2 separate regions of the Rattus norvegicus genome follow, and region 2 is linked to region 1. A link is a contact called in public Hi-C data. All regions are on one chromosome and are shown on one strand. The core of a region is the stretch at or near the end of the contact, and the rest is flanking DNA. Distances in the headings are between cores, read along the strand shown. Region 1 has its middle 32 kb from the start of Tex35. Region 2 overlaps Rasal2 (RAS protein activator like 2).

Evidence for each region. A called contact is a pair of places that touch in the nucleus more often than the background predicts.
Region 2: a contact with region 1 is called in a Hi-C map of the A7r5 cell line, with 4 times the contacts expected there. The contact joins two enhancer-like sites. A contact is called at or near these places in 9 of 12 Hi-C or Micro-C datasets (the A7r5 cell line, the Rat2 cell line, Schwann cells and 6 more) and 1 of 1 datasets of contacts at active chromatin or transcription factors (oligodendrocytes).

What each region holds. Positions count from the first base shown.
Region 1 is chr13:71,749,502-71,752,879 of GRCr8, forward strand. No RefSeq gene overlaps it. Among named protein-coding and RNA genes, the nearest start is that of Tex35, 32 kb to the right of the region's middle. Within about 2 kb of position 1,845, at least 9 of the 93 cell types and tissues checked have an H3K27ac peak or open chromatin away from gene starts, as enhancers often do. A contact at or near this core is called in the A7r5 cell line, where this site is marked.
Region 2 is chr13:71,956,412-71,959,789 of GRCr8, forward strand. All of the region lies in intron 3 of Rasal2 (RAS protein activator like 2), which reads right to left. Among named protein-coding and RNA genes, the nearest start is that of Rasal2, 140 kb to the right of the region's middle. Within about 2 kb of position 1,495, at least 14 of the 93 cell types and tissues checked have an H3K27ac peak or open chromatin away from gene starts, as enhancers often do. A contact at or near this core is called in the A7r5 cell line, where this site is marked.

The DNA.
Region 1 (3,378 bases), core at 595-3,094:
AAGACTGGCAGTCTTGGTTCACCAGCCAACCTTCCAGTCTATAAGAAGTTCATGCTGCGAGGGAAGGGCATGACGGACAAGTGCATGTAAACTTTTGCCCATAGATAAAGATATTTAAGCATTTTCTTATTACAAAAAGAAATCAAGGCCTGGGGCTATAGCATAAATGTAGCTTACCTAGCATGTAGAAGGCCCTAGCTTCTATCACCAGCACCCAAAGGGGTTGGGGGGAATCTATTCTAATTCCTCAAAAGGTATGCTGATTAAAGAAATAGTGATTGACAGTTCTGAGGTCTGGGAATAACTGAGGCTCAGAGAACTGCGGGGAGACTCAGGCTCAGAGCAAAACTGTACTTAACAAAAGGAATTGGAGTCCCAGGATACAGGTTCCAAAATGGGAGGAAGGAGGAATTTCCCTACAGCAGGATTTATCTGGTGTTGGAGGTTTCAATGCTAACAAAGATATTGTTTTCTGACAGGGTCACTCACAACTTTCCAGAGAGGCCAAGCAGGGGAGAGGGGGAGGATAGGGGGTTGGGGAGACTGCCCCGGCTCAGGCAGGGGGAAAAAATGCTGTAGGGAGATCCAGAAGCTTTGGAACGGAGAGATGGCGCTTTGGAAGTAAGCTGTGTAAAGCCAACAGATTTGTGCTCCAGAAAAGTCCAAAGGAAACCGCAGGCTACCATGCCTAGGTCCTGTCTCCCCTACAGGCCTCACCTCAACTGTCCCTCTTTTCACAAGCACAAAACCAAACCTGGAGAATAGCTCATTCTCAGGTATGAAATCAAGCTTAAGCAACTACCAGAGGGTGCTAGAAAATTTGACCTCTTAGAGGGAATGCCCAGGGAGAAGAAAGATAGGTCTCTTCTCCAGTAGACCTGGCCCTCCCTGCCTGCTCTGAGAGTCTCCTACTTCCTTACTGTTACCCTCCCAGGATTTGCAAGACATGACCCTAAGGTCTGACTTTGACTACAGATCCACTGTGGCTTCTCACGCCATCACCCTCCTGAACCCACTTCTGGTCCATCTGAGGCTTAGGCAAACCCAGGGTCTCTGTGCCCGTTCTGTGAGACTCAAATCCAAGGGGAGAAAAAAAGGCAGCCATCTCTTCATGTGCATGAGACCCTAATCGGTTGCTCGCCTAGATCCGTTCTGCAATCCCAGGACAGAGCTCAGGGGTCTGCGCCACCCAGTGGGAGATACCGGAACTGCATGCAAGCCGTGATCCTGGCCTTCTCCCGGGGCACACTGCAGAGCACAACACATTTAGAAGAGTGGCCCAAAACCCAGAGCACTTTCCCTAGGGGGTTGCTATCATTCTTCTGGTTCTTATGCCAGGAATAAACTAATTTTTTTTCTGAAAAGCCTTCCCCTTGTCTCCAGAGAAAATAAACGGCAGTGGCAGTAATGCCAATAGTACAGCTAGTGACACCTATCATGCCAATGGACTTCAAATTCTCCCTACTTCCCATGTCCTAGGCCAGTGCACTGGCAGCCCAGGGTAGAGCTGGACGTCTTCAGAACTATTACTACATGGAAGCTTGCAGCCCTGGGTTAAACATTACACAGTCCCCAAGCGGTCCTTGCCCTTTAGTCCTGGATGCCCATTAAGCAGAAGCGACCCACCCATGCCTGCCTCCTGCGAGGGTGGCCAAGGGCGCCTGGCTTTTCTTTTTCCGCCTTCAAGAAGAGAAGGGTTATTCTATGTTGCCAACTTTGCCTATCTATGGGAGCAGAGAAAAGAAGGGAGTCCTCCCTTAGCGGGGGGGTGGGGTGGGGTGGTGGTGCTACAAGCTGGCACCAGAACACAGGCAGCCACAGGTGCACCTCTGCCACCCCCCAACGTGCTGCAGCGCCACCTGGCGGCCAGAATGGCACTCAGCGAGGAGAGCTGGCCTGTCGCTCCACTCCACCTGGCGTCCCGAGGCGGTCATCCTGTCCCGCACTGGGTGGGAGTCTCCGGAGGAAAGATTCGTTCTGCTAACTGTTTCAGAGGTTTGGGTCTTCAGGGGAGGGGCTGTGTTCTGAGGCCATGGCAAAACGACATGACTTCTCGTGGCAAGTCTGTTCCCCCTTCGTGACACCGAAAGGCAAAGAGAAAATGAGGCAGGCTGGGGACTTAGGGTCTCCTTAAGGGTACACCCCAGTGTCCCAAGCTCTCCCCCCTATCTCTGACTTCCCACGTGCTCATGCATACGCGCGCGCGCGCGCGCACACACACACACACACACACACACACACACACACACACGAAAACTGTTGAGAATCAGATGGGGTGCGTATCTGAAAAACGGAAACTGTTGATGGATTTGAGTGTAGTGTATGAGGGAGGAAAAACCAAATGACTCATGGGATGGCTTGTCCTGAGCATTTTCAGTAAGAAAAACAAAAGCTAACACCCACTGTCAGCAGGATAAAATTTAAAACCCTTCGCGTATTTTTAAAGTCTTTAAATTTCACAGCACTCCTATGAGCTAAGTGTTATTGTCCCCATTCTCTAGGAGAGGAAACTGAGGCACAGAAAGTTTATATAAAGTCACACAGCTATCAACTGGAGAGATTCCGACAAGAGAGCACTGCTACATCAGGCTCCCTCTTTCAAAAGATTTAAAACCACAACTATTTAATTATTTGTTTTATTGACTTATTTATTTACTTAGGTATGAGGGCATATGTGCCATGGCATGGTTGTATAGGTCAGAGGATAACTTTTCAGCGGTGATTCTCTTCTTCTACTATGGAGGTCCTGGGGGTTCAAAGCCAAGCTTTTAGCTTTAGCAGCAAGCCCCTTGACCCACTGAACCATCTCACCCACCCCTGCTCTCCATCTTGGTAAAAGAGAAATGTTATTACCTGAGACAGAACTGACAGGCAGGGTGGGAAATGGGTGGGTTTCACCACCAGGAAAGAGGGATGACAACTTCTAGTTTGAGTGTGTTCTGAGATGCTGTGTAAAGAGATGCCACGTGGAGGGCGTCCCTTTAGAAGGGGTGCAGAGGACTGTGGGAGGCGGGGGGACGATGCCAGGTCTAGAGTGAGTGATGGTGGAGGCAGACCATTGGGCATTCTTTCAGTCCTCCGGGAGCTGGGACAGGATAATGCTTAGGAAATGTTCTCCTCAGAGGACCCCAGGAAGATGCTGCCTTTGTTCCACAAATGCCTCATGGGTATTCACAGGCCCCCTACCCTGCCCGACTCCAGAGACTCCACCATTCCCCAGCATTGCCAGGAAGGAAGCCTCCATCACCTGCCACGTCAGACTTTTGGTGCAGGACCTCCCTCCACAAGGTAGGAACTGTGTCTCTCTAGAGGGTTAAGGATCAAGACACTTGGCTTAGGTGTGCAGAGCACAGCCTCTCAGCTGCCTACCCCCGCAAG
Region 2 (3,378 bases), core at 245-2,744, 210 kb after region 1:
TAGGATGCCATGGCCATAGTGATCACCCTATCTCAATCTCTCCAGTGTCAGAAGTGCAGGAATTAACACCATGCACAGCAAAACGTCTTTATTAGTATTACCACCATCATTACGGATTTTTTTAAAAGCATGTCACGTCGTCTTTATTACACTACCTCCTGAGCATGTGTTCTACCCCCAATTTTATATGGTCCTGGAGACTGAACTCAGTGTTTTGTGCATGCTAGGCAAGCAATCTACCAACTGAATTACAATCCCAAGTTTAAACATTTTACTTTTGGTTGACATACTTGTATGTATCCATGAGGTAGACAGTTATGTTTAGTTAACAGATACACAAAGTAATGATCACCTCAGGATAATCAGAATATTCATCACCCACTATCATTTCTTTATGTGAAAATATTTGAAATCCTCTTTTGACTATGTAAAGATAGACAATGTGTTCTATGTAACTTTGTTTACCCTGCTGTGCTACAGAACCTGGTAACTTACTCTTCTCTAACTCTCCTCACACCCCTTCCAACCTTCGACCCCACTCCCACACCTAAGGTAACTATTACTCTACTCATAACTTTTAGGTATTTAGTTTTTAAGGTTCTAAGTACAAGTTAAATTGTAGAGGGTATTTATCTGAAGTATTTATCTAATGCATATAGGGCATCCTCCTTGTTGAGTCAACTGACAGGATATGGCTGAACACTATTCCGGCTTGATTTCTGCCTCATTTTCTAATACAAATAATCTCAATCGCAGTAGAATTAAAAGCCTGGACTTCAATAAAGTTCCCAGTGGGTGTGTGTTTATGTAGGCTACACAGGTAAGAGAGTAGCTGGCCAATGGGTGTTAAGTCACAGTGAGAGGTGAGCAAGCTCAGGTGTACTTTTACACAGTACGGTGACTACAGAAAAACAGTTCACTCTAGATTTCAGAAAGCTAGAAGAGTTTTGAAAGTTTACATCATTAAAAATAGACAAATGTTTGAAGACGTAAGTGTGTTTAGCCTACTTTTTTAAAAAAGATTTATTTTTATTTTATTTATATCCATACCAGAAGAGGCATTGAATCCCATTACAGATGGTTGTGAGCCACCATGTGGCTGCTGTTGGGAATTGAACTCAGGACCTCTGGAAGAGCAGTCAGTGCTCTTAACTGCTGAGCCATCTCTCCAGCCCGTTTAGCCTACTTTTAAACACAATGCAATAAACATGTTTATTAAAATCCAAGTCCATTAATGTGTCCTGTGTTTACATTTATGTACCAAATAAAATTGCACAAGAAAAGAAGTGTTTTGCATAGCATTCAGTTCTTGTTACATGCATATGTAAATGTATCTTTTATTCTGCTGATGTAAATGTTGTCTCCCAGGTTTACTGCCTCTGTCCACTAACCTAGGCCTCATCCTGGAAGCCCCCAGACTCCACACCCATCTTATTTGAGCCCGGAATGTTTCCAGCCTCTGAGACTCACTGCTGAATGAGCTCTCCCTTTCTAGCTCCTCTGGAATTCGGCTGGCCGGCCAGCTCAGCTGCTCTGGCTCCAACTCCTCTCCACACTGACTGATCCAATCTGGTTCTCACTCAGCCTGTGACTTTTTGCTCTACTTGGCCTCAAACTAAGTCTGACAGTCTGTGCTAATCCTCTGGCTCCTTCTCATTCTCTGGCTCAGTGTGTCTTTACCTGAGTCTAATCAGTTCTCTCTTCAACCTGTTTCTGTAAAACTTTCCTGGCAAAGCTGCTGCCTTCCTGTCTCCCTCTGCATTGTTCCTTTTTATGTCGCCTCTTTCCTCTCTGTTCTCCTGAGAGGGGCGTATCCTATTCTGTCCAAGCTTTCTCTGATTCTTCACTTTGCCACTAAATTAGACATCACTTTCGAACAGGGGAGCTTCCTTCTACAAACTAACTTTACCTTTATTGTTTGGAACTTAGGGTCTATACTAAGGGTGTGTCTTTTCCAACCCTTGGGATTAAAGGTGTGTGCTAAGGGCTGAGCCACACCACAACTAGAAACAGTTTTATTCCAAATAAGAAACACTGTCTAGGGGTTCACAGTGTGATCAAATATCCCGCAACATGCATATAGTAGGTTATCTTTCTGCAAATAGAGACAATTGTTTTTAAATTTCCCGCTGACTTTTTGTTTTTACGTTTGTTTTTCTGTTGTTCGCTTGCTTATTTTAGTGTCTGTCTTTTGTTTTACTTCATGTTTGCTAATTATAAAGAAAGTTAGCAACATTATGTCTCTCCTTTTATGATATTAAACTACCAGGAGAGTGTTGGTCTGAACATTTGCTTGAGGGGTAATGACAGTGAGGGGAGGAGGAAGGAAAAATCTTATCCTTCAATGTTCAAATATTTGTTTATTCACATTGTATATGGTAAAGTAACTTGCTTTTAATTTTCCTGGTATCTCAAAAATCCAGATACTCTGGGGATTTGGGTGCTTTTTTTCCTCCCTAAAAATATAACTAGATATATAAGTAGGAGAAGCAGTAAAATGGAAAAGAGAACATGACCCATGAATTAACCATCCTATGATACCATCTGCTTCCAAATTCTGCAGAAAAAAATCAGAATGACGGGTGGTTTCTTTGTTACTACATCAAGAGCTGGCTCTTTCAAATGCCTTTTTACCACAATCTAACTACTATTAGCTTTTACTGTGTGGGCATGGGCATGCACACAAGTGTGCACTCACATGCACACGTTTGCCTTTCTTGTTTTCCATATGCTTGAAGGACTAGGTCTTCACAATAAAACCCTTTAGTATATAGCTTTACTTGTTCTGTAGAAGGAGGATAATTAGAAGTTTAAGTTCAATGTGTTATTTCTATTCCTAGAAATCTAGGACGAATCTAAAAGCTGTTCCTGATTGTTTATCTACTCATCCCTCTTCATAGCTCATCTTCCAATCACAATAGTGTTTTATTAATATTAATGTGCTAATCCCTGTACTTTGAATGTGCAAACTGGGAACAACAACCCTGTCTATACAAAGGACCTGAATAAAATTGTCCTTTACTTGAGACATTTTACTGCCATCTGCTGGAAAACTATAAAATAACTGCAAACTGTATAACAATTTAATGAAAGGTGCCCTTAGTCACCTTCACAGAAACGAATAATGTATTGAGCCGGGATAGAGAGGATGAGAGAGAAAAATCAGAGAGGCTTCTTCTGGTCACCCGGCACACCGATAGGACTGGTGGTACACGTCCTCTGCTATTATGCTGCCTTGCAGAATGTCAGAGTTCCATTATAACTGACACACTTTAGGGAGTTAAGTGCACATAACAGGAATGTAGAGTTGCTTGTGATCTACATATGATAAATACCAGGAAGAACTGTATGGCAGTATCAAGAAATGGAAAGCTTATA